2 separate regions of the Zea mays genome follow, and region 2 is linked to region 1. A link is a contact called in public Hi-C data. All regions are on one chromosome and are shown on one strand. Each heading gives the region's core, a stretch centred on a gene start, on an enhancer-like site or on the middle of the called end of the contact. The rest is flanking DNA. Distances are from core to core; before and after follow the strand shown. Region 1 holds the start of LOC100191277 (clathrin assembly protein). Region 2 holds the start of LOC100280340.

Region 1 (3,466 bases), core at 723-3,222:
GGGCCGTGCCGGCCCGGCACTAAATTATTTCGGGTCGTGCCGTGCCTGGGCCGTGCTTTTTTTCCGTGCTTTGGGCCGGCCCACCAGGCCCGGCCCAAATGTACACCTATACCCCCCACCCCTCGAGCTAGTAGGACTGTAGGAGAAAACAAGGGAAAAGAGGGGTGTGGTGCCTCGCTGCCACCTTCCTCACCCTGCCGCCCGCACTTGTGACTTGCCATTTTGCCAATGAGCTCGGGCAACCGTAGCCAGCCAGCGACGAGAGGGGAGGAAGGGGACTAGCGGTAGGCGGTAGCACGATGGCAGTGTTGCCCGTTTCGCTTGACGGACAGGATGAAGCGAGGGCTGAGCCTCTAAAGCTCTCCCATCGTCGATTTTTTACACCTCTCAAGGTGGTCGGTGAGCTATTAAAAAGTCCTTGCCCTCGGAGAGACACGTGGGACTTGCCCAGCTATTAAAAAGTCCGTTTGAGACAGCTTTTTCTGAAGAGTTTTTATGAAAATCTAGATTCATGAATAATCTAGAATATAAATTATAAAATGAGTTCATGACACATTTAGAGATGTTGTACCAAGTGATTTCAGGCTTATTACTTGCTTCAACATCTACACACAATATATATCGATCCACCATAATGAACAATACAATCGTAAGTCACAAGCACACAGGTTCAGCCACACCATTAAGTTATGTCTATGTCCCCGGTGTTGAGGTGACCACAAAGGTAATTACATTGTCTTCCAATTCCTCTTTTTTGCAAGCGATCATAAAGATAAATCCAAGATTTCCACTAGAACAATATGGGTATTACAAACTTTCTTGTTCCCCTCACAAACACATGTCTATGGTGTCACTAAACAACACCTAACCAACTAGGGTTCTAGAAACCCAAGAGTAATAAAATGAAAACCAAACCATCGGTGAGCAACACAAGTGCTCAAGAGATAGACTTACTATAGAGTTGAAATCACAAATATCTCACTCCAGTCCCACTCACAAAGATGAGGATCTATGCTTGAGTGAGATCTATGTTGTATACTCAGTGATTTAGAGTCCCTAACAAGCTTGTTTAGTGTCTATTTGATTGGGTTGTGGCTATAAAAAGAAGTTGATGTGGACCGTAAGCTATGAAAAAAAATATGTTGTGGACTACAAGTTGAAAAAAAGAAGATAAAAGTCATTTGGTGGAATTGGCTGTAGTTGTGGGAGTTACGGACGAGCAGACGTCGCCGCTATCAGTTGGGGTGATAGAAGAAAAAAAAGAAGCGCTATTTTTCATTTATTAGTGACAGACGAGTAATATTTATAAAGTTTTTCCACTCAAAAACCGCAAAAAATAGCTTCATATATGCTTTTTAATTTTTCACTGCGAAGAAAGACGGCTTTACAAAATTGCTGGCTGAAATTAGACCTTTGGCTTAGCTTTTAGCTTTTAAGAAGCACTGGCTACTAGTATTTAAATCCTTGATCAGAGCTTCCTACCTCTCTATGTAGTGCAGGAAGATCTCGGATATTTTACAAATGTATTTTTTCTAGTTTGTTCTATCAAATCAGCATGAATGAATATCTTGGTTTTCAAGGCTGTGAAGTCAGCTTGCTTTTCAAGCCCCTGTTTGAATTGGGCTTCACATTTTTCACAAGCTCGGCCCATCCCCTGATACACAACCCAAAATAATTGACTTTCTTGAGTGAGTAGTCGATGTTGGGTATGAATGCATCAGTATCCAGGAAAGCAGCAACGTTTCTCCTGTTGACCTTGCTACTCAACGACAAGCAATCTTCGCTAGCAAGCGGTGGACGAGGACAGGTTGACGTTTCTTCGAACCATGCGCTAAACCCCAGATCTTTTCTACTAGTAGTACGATCTGAAGAACCAAGTTGATCCCGTCAAACCAATCCGAGGAACGAGATCATTCCTCAAGTCAGTTGCTGCCTGCTGGGCACGAGAAAGGAAGCCAGGCAAGCTGCCTTCAAATTCCCAACCTCTTGGCATTGGCAGTGGCAGTTGACGCCCTCCCCGTCTCCTCGATCAGCGTCCGACCGCCATGGGTGGCCTCAAGCTCCGGCGGCTGGCATCCACCTTCCTCTCCCCAGGCCCCGCATCCCCGGGCTCCGCGGCCGACGCGCACCACTCGGTGTGGCGCGCGACGGCTCACCACCCTAGCACGGCGCCGCCGTCCGCGCAGCACATGGACGCGCTCCTGGCCTTCGGGCGGGGCTCGCGCCTCTCCGCCGCGTCGCTCGCCGCGGCGCTCGTGGACCGCCTGCGCGCCGCGGCTTCGGGGCAGGGCGACGCCGCCGTGGCTCTCAAGTGCCTCGTGGCGCTCAGGGTCCTCCTGGCGCGGGGCGCGTTCATCCTCCGCGACCAGCTCCTCGCCGCGCTCGCCCGGCACCCGGCCTCCGGGCGCAACCCGCTCGCGCTGTCGTCGTTCCCGCTCGGCCGGTCCTCCTTCGCCGCCGCGTCGTGGGTCCGGTTCTCCGCGCGGCTCCTGGAGCTCCTCCTCCTGCTCCCGGACGCCTCCGCCTCCGCCGACGCCGACGCCGAGTACCTCACCGCGCTCCCCAACCCGCACCTGGTCGCCGAGCTCGCCGCCTTCGTGTCCGTCGCGGACGCCGTCCGCCAGGCCCCGCCGCCCCCGCCCTCGGGCCCACAGCCCAACGCGCTCATCTGGGAGGCCGTCCGCCTCGCCGACGAGGACCGCGTCGCGGCGGAGCGGAGCATCGTCGCGCGGGTCCAGGAGATGGGGGAGCGCCTCGACACGCTCTCCCTGGCCGACGCCGTGGAGCTGGTGTGCGTGCTGCGGCGGGTGGAGGACGGCACCGCGTCGGATTGCAAGTGGGCGGGGCTGGACGAGGGCGTCGCGCGCGCGGCTCGGGGCCTCCGCGAGCGCGCCGAGGATGTGGTGCTGCGGAGGACGGTGGAGGAACGGCGCCTGGTGCGGAGGGACGCCGCGGGCAGCGCGTCCGCGCGCACCATCCTGCCGATCCGCGCCGCTGCTGGCGACGGCGGCGCCGTCCGGTTCGGGTCCACAAGGTGGGCTGGCACAGTTTCTGCGCCGCGTAGACGGTAGGACAACGTGTACAGTGTGCACTTCTTTTTTTTAGTTCTTCTCATGGTTCACTCAACACGTTTCAAATTCTTGTAATTGCAGATTTGCAGTCGAGATTTTTTTGTTGTAAATTTTTTGTTGTAGTGCTTGTTGTTGTGTTTGATACAAATGGCCATGGTGTAAATATTGGGCGAGAACGTGAATGGAAGCGCTTGCTACGAGATGTCTGCTCGATCAAAAAAAAAATATTTGTGGGCTGCTTGCCGCTCACTTGTGATTTGTGAAGGTGAAAGCTCTGCAAGAGGGAACCATGCAATGAAGACTCAGGCGTGTCGTACTTTGCTACTCTTGTGGTTAATCGATCAGCTTACGCGGTAGAAAATGATGCTTTGGTGGCGTGATGGATGTTCAGAAGA
Region 2 (3,466 bases), core at 243-2,742, 140 kb before region 1:
CGGAAACCTAGGCGCCAACTTGCCTCCCGAGTCCCGACTTCCTGGCCAGGCCAGGCGTGGTATTGCGAACCAGGTACGGGTACTATACTCCTTGGACTGAGAGCCATCGGGTAGCTAGCTTTATCTCTGCCTGTGATTGTTTACGAGGAAATGTAGGAGGAGGAGGAAGGTTGTGGTTGTGGTCTTGTGGAGTTACCTTGAGGCTGAACGAGTAGAGCACCATGTGGCCGGCGCTGCTCATGTTGAGGTGGAGCACGGTGAGGCGGTGGCCCTGGAGCCCCAGCACCAGCCGCAGCAGCTGCCTCGGCCGGCGCCGGGACAGCACCCGCAGGTTGGCGTGGCTCTCCACCATGGTCGCCTCCACGTCGGCCACGCCCGACGGCTTCGACCCGGACGCCTCCTGCTCGGCGTCGGCGTCGGCGCCGGGGTTCTCTGATGGGGCCGCCGCGGCAGCGCACATTGAGTACTGCGGGAAGGTGAAGAAGTCCGCGAACGGCCCTGCGTCGTCCGGATCGACGGCGCACGCGGGGCCCTGCCGCCGGGAGGAACGCCTCTGCTGCGCCTCCAGCGACTGGAGCAGCTGCTCCAGCTCCTTGACGAAGTTGATCGCGCCGCCGACGATGGACGCCTGATCGCCCTGCACACACAGGGCAGACGCGCGAGCCCATTAGCCTGGTGCGTCGTCGTCGTGCTAGATTGATTTTTTTTTTTTTTTGCTAGGTACAAGGAAAGGGCGTGCATGGCTGGCATGGGGATCATCGGAATCGAGCTCGTCGGTTACCCGTTGCGTGTAGGCGGGCGGCATGAGGGAGCGGAGCGCGGCGAGGTACTCGTTCATCTGCTTGCGCCGGTTGCGCTCCACGGCAATGTGGACCATGCGCTGGCTCTCCACTTCCTCCTCGTTCTTCAGTGGCCTCATCCTTCGCCGCTTCCTTCTTCCGGTTCCGGCCGCCGCTGTCGCGGTCACAGCAAGTGCCGCCGGGGCATCCTGACCGGCGCCGCCACTCGCGCTCCCCACGGACGACGCCACAGGCAGCGCGCGGGCAGCCGGCTCCTGCAGGAGCTGTGGCGGCGAGCACCCGGCCACGTCCCGGCCGCCGCCAGCGCCACTACCGATCTCGACCACGCCCTCCATTCCACTAAAAAACAGGCCACTCCAAGGCCCTCCTGCTGCCATGGCACCACACCCAAAGCGACTGCCTTGCTGGGAAAGCACCACGGCCTCCAGTGCCATCCCTTCAGGGTCTCGCCTCTCAAGAAACCAGCAGCAGCAGCGTGCAGAGTGCAGACCCGAGCTAGAATCCGAGAAAAGTTAGGTCGTCTCTCCCATGGGATCGCCTCCCGGCCGGTGACGGTGAGCCGTTGGGAGCGCGGTGGTTGTGTGGCGGCTTCTTGTAGTTGTAGCAACAGGTTGGAGCTGGAAGGCGCTACGGGGCTGGAGGGACACGCGACGCGACGCGAACGCAGCTGCCTGCGCCGCTGGCCCGTTGCGCGTCGGGAGTGGCAACGCGAGTACGAAAGAGATGGGCTCGGCTCGGTCGGGCAATATAAGATTGGCTGATGGGAAGGTTTGGAAGGGAGCGGGTTTTGGTGTGATTAGGCCATAATTCGGTCGCCTGGCAACGGCGCCAAAAATGGGGCGTCCGGCATCGGCAAAGGGAGAACAGATTGATGGAGACATATGGACTATTCAGCTTCAGCGGGTGAAAACGATTTGTGCCAAAATTATTCAGCTTCAGCTGTTGTGAAACGGAGAGGCTCAGAACGGGATTCTAACAAAACCATTTTGAGTTTAACTAAATTTATAGAAAAAAAACATCGGTACTGCGATCAGAATAATTATTATTGTGATAGCATATCCATGTTGTTTCATATAAATATTGGCACTCTTCTCTATACACAGTCACATTCTAGATTATTATTTGTAACTAGAGCATTGATCAGTAATGCTGCTGGTGCGCAAGGCGCAAAAGACTGGATATAGAGACGTTATGTCTGAACCAATATAACTCGTGTCCACCGCGGACATTATCCGGAGCCCGAAACGCGCACACAAATTTACTTGTCAGAGCTAGGTTCGAAACACCGACAGTTGGCGCGCCAGGTTGAGACCATGCACGTTCCCGATGAAGTTCTACAAGCTCTGGATGGCTAGCCGCGACATCAATCAATCCCCCAAAGCAGTGATATGTTTCAAGAGCCTCGACTTCTCCCTCGACGGCGAAGGCGAAGTGGTCAGGGCCCTGGAATCCTGACCCCCTCCGCCGAGGAGTCTCTACACGGCCACAGGGGCCAACGATGGCCCCCGCCATCCACTTCGGAAACCTAGATTTCGTCATCAACCAGGAGGGCGATATGGTCACAGCAGCGCTCGCCCGAACTCCTCCGCTAGAAAACTTCGACACCGTCTCGGAGGCCCGTGGTGGCCTCAGCCTCGCCCCAAACGAACGACGTGAGGAGCAAGGCCAACCCTGCCTTTCGAGGCCGACGAACTAAGACGACAGATTGCAATCCATATGGAACATGACCCCCACATATGATGATCTGTTGGTTTTCTTCGAATCCTACACGGATTTTTCCGTGTTATACGAGGCAGAAACTTCGTCCTACTATGGTGGCTCTAGTAACGGCCCTAGCGCTTTCCCGCATCGACTGCGTGCGCGGTCTTGAGCATGTCCCAAACTTCCTTGGCGCTCTTTAATCCTTGCACCTTGTTATACTCCTCTCAACTTAGAGAGGCGAGGAGTATAGTTGTGGCTTGGGAGTTGAAGTGCTCGATTTGGGCTACCTCGTCCTCATCATAATCCTCATCCCCTACGGATGGTACCTGTGCTCCAAACTCAACAACATTCCATATACTTTTGTGGAGTGAGGTTAGGTGAAATTTCATCAAATCACTCCACCTAGCGTAATCTTCACCGTCAAAGGTTGGCGGTTTGCCTAATGGAACAGAAAGTAATGGAGTATGTTTAGAAATGCGAGGGTAGCGTAGGGGAATCTTACTAAACTTCTTGCGCTCATGGCGCTTAGAAGTAATGGATGGCGCGTCGGAGCCGGAGGTGGAAGGTGATGAAGTGTCGGTCTCGTAGTAGACCACCTTCCTCATCTTCTTTTTCTTGTCGCCACTCCAATGCGACTTGTGGGAAGAGGCTTTCTTCTCCTTCCCCTTCCCCTTGTTGCGGGACTCTTCCGATGAAGCTTTCCCGTGGCTTGTAGTGGGCTTGTCGCCGGTCTCCATCTCCTTCTTGGCGTGATCTCCTGACATCACTTCGAGCGGTTAGGCTCTAATGAAGCACCGGGCTCTGATACCAATTGAAAGTCGCCTAGAGGGGGTGAATAGGGCGAAACTGAAATTTACAAAGTTAATCACAACTACAAGCCGGGTTAGCGTTAGAAATATAATCGAGTCCAAGAGAGAGGGTGCAAAAACAAATCGCAAGCGAATAAAGAGTGTGACACGCGGATT

What was found. A called contact is a pair of places that touch in the nucleus more often than the background predicts.
Region 2: a Hi-C map of tassel shows a contact between it and region 1, with 3 times the contacts expected there. The contact joins the promoter of LOC100280340 here to the promoter of LOC100191277 in region 1. A contact is called at or near these places in 3 of 25 Hi-C or Micro-C datasets (ear, leaf and tassel).

Annotation. Positions count from the first base shown.
Region 1 is chr7:134,019,705-134,023,170 of Zm-B73-REFERENCE-NAM-5.0, reverse strand. It overlaps LOC100191277 (clathrin assembly protein), which reads left to right and starts at 1,972. Exons shown (of 1, transcript NM_001136711.1): 1 at 1,972-3,270. The coding sequence starts at 2,046. The coding sequence ends at 3,071.
Region 2 is chr7:134,156,144-134,159,609 of Zm-B73-REFERENCE-NAM-5.0, reverse strand. LOC100280340 reads right to left here and starts at 1,492. Exons shown (of 3, transcript NM_001153266.1): 1 at 782-1,492; 2 at 197-637. The coding sequence starts at 1,234.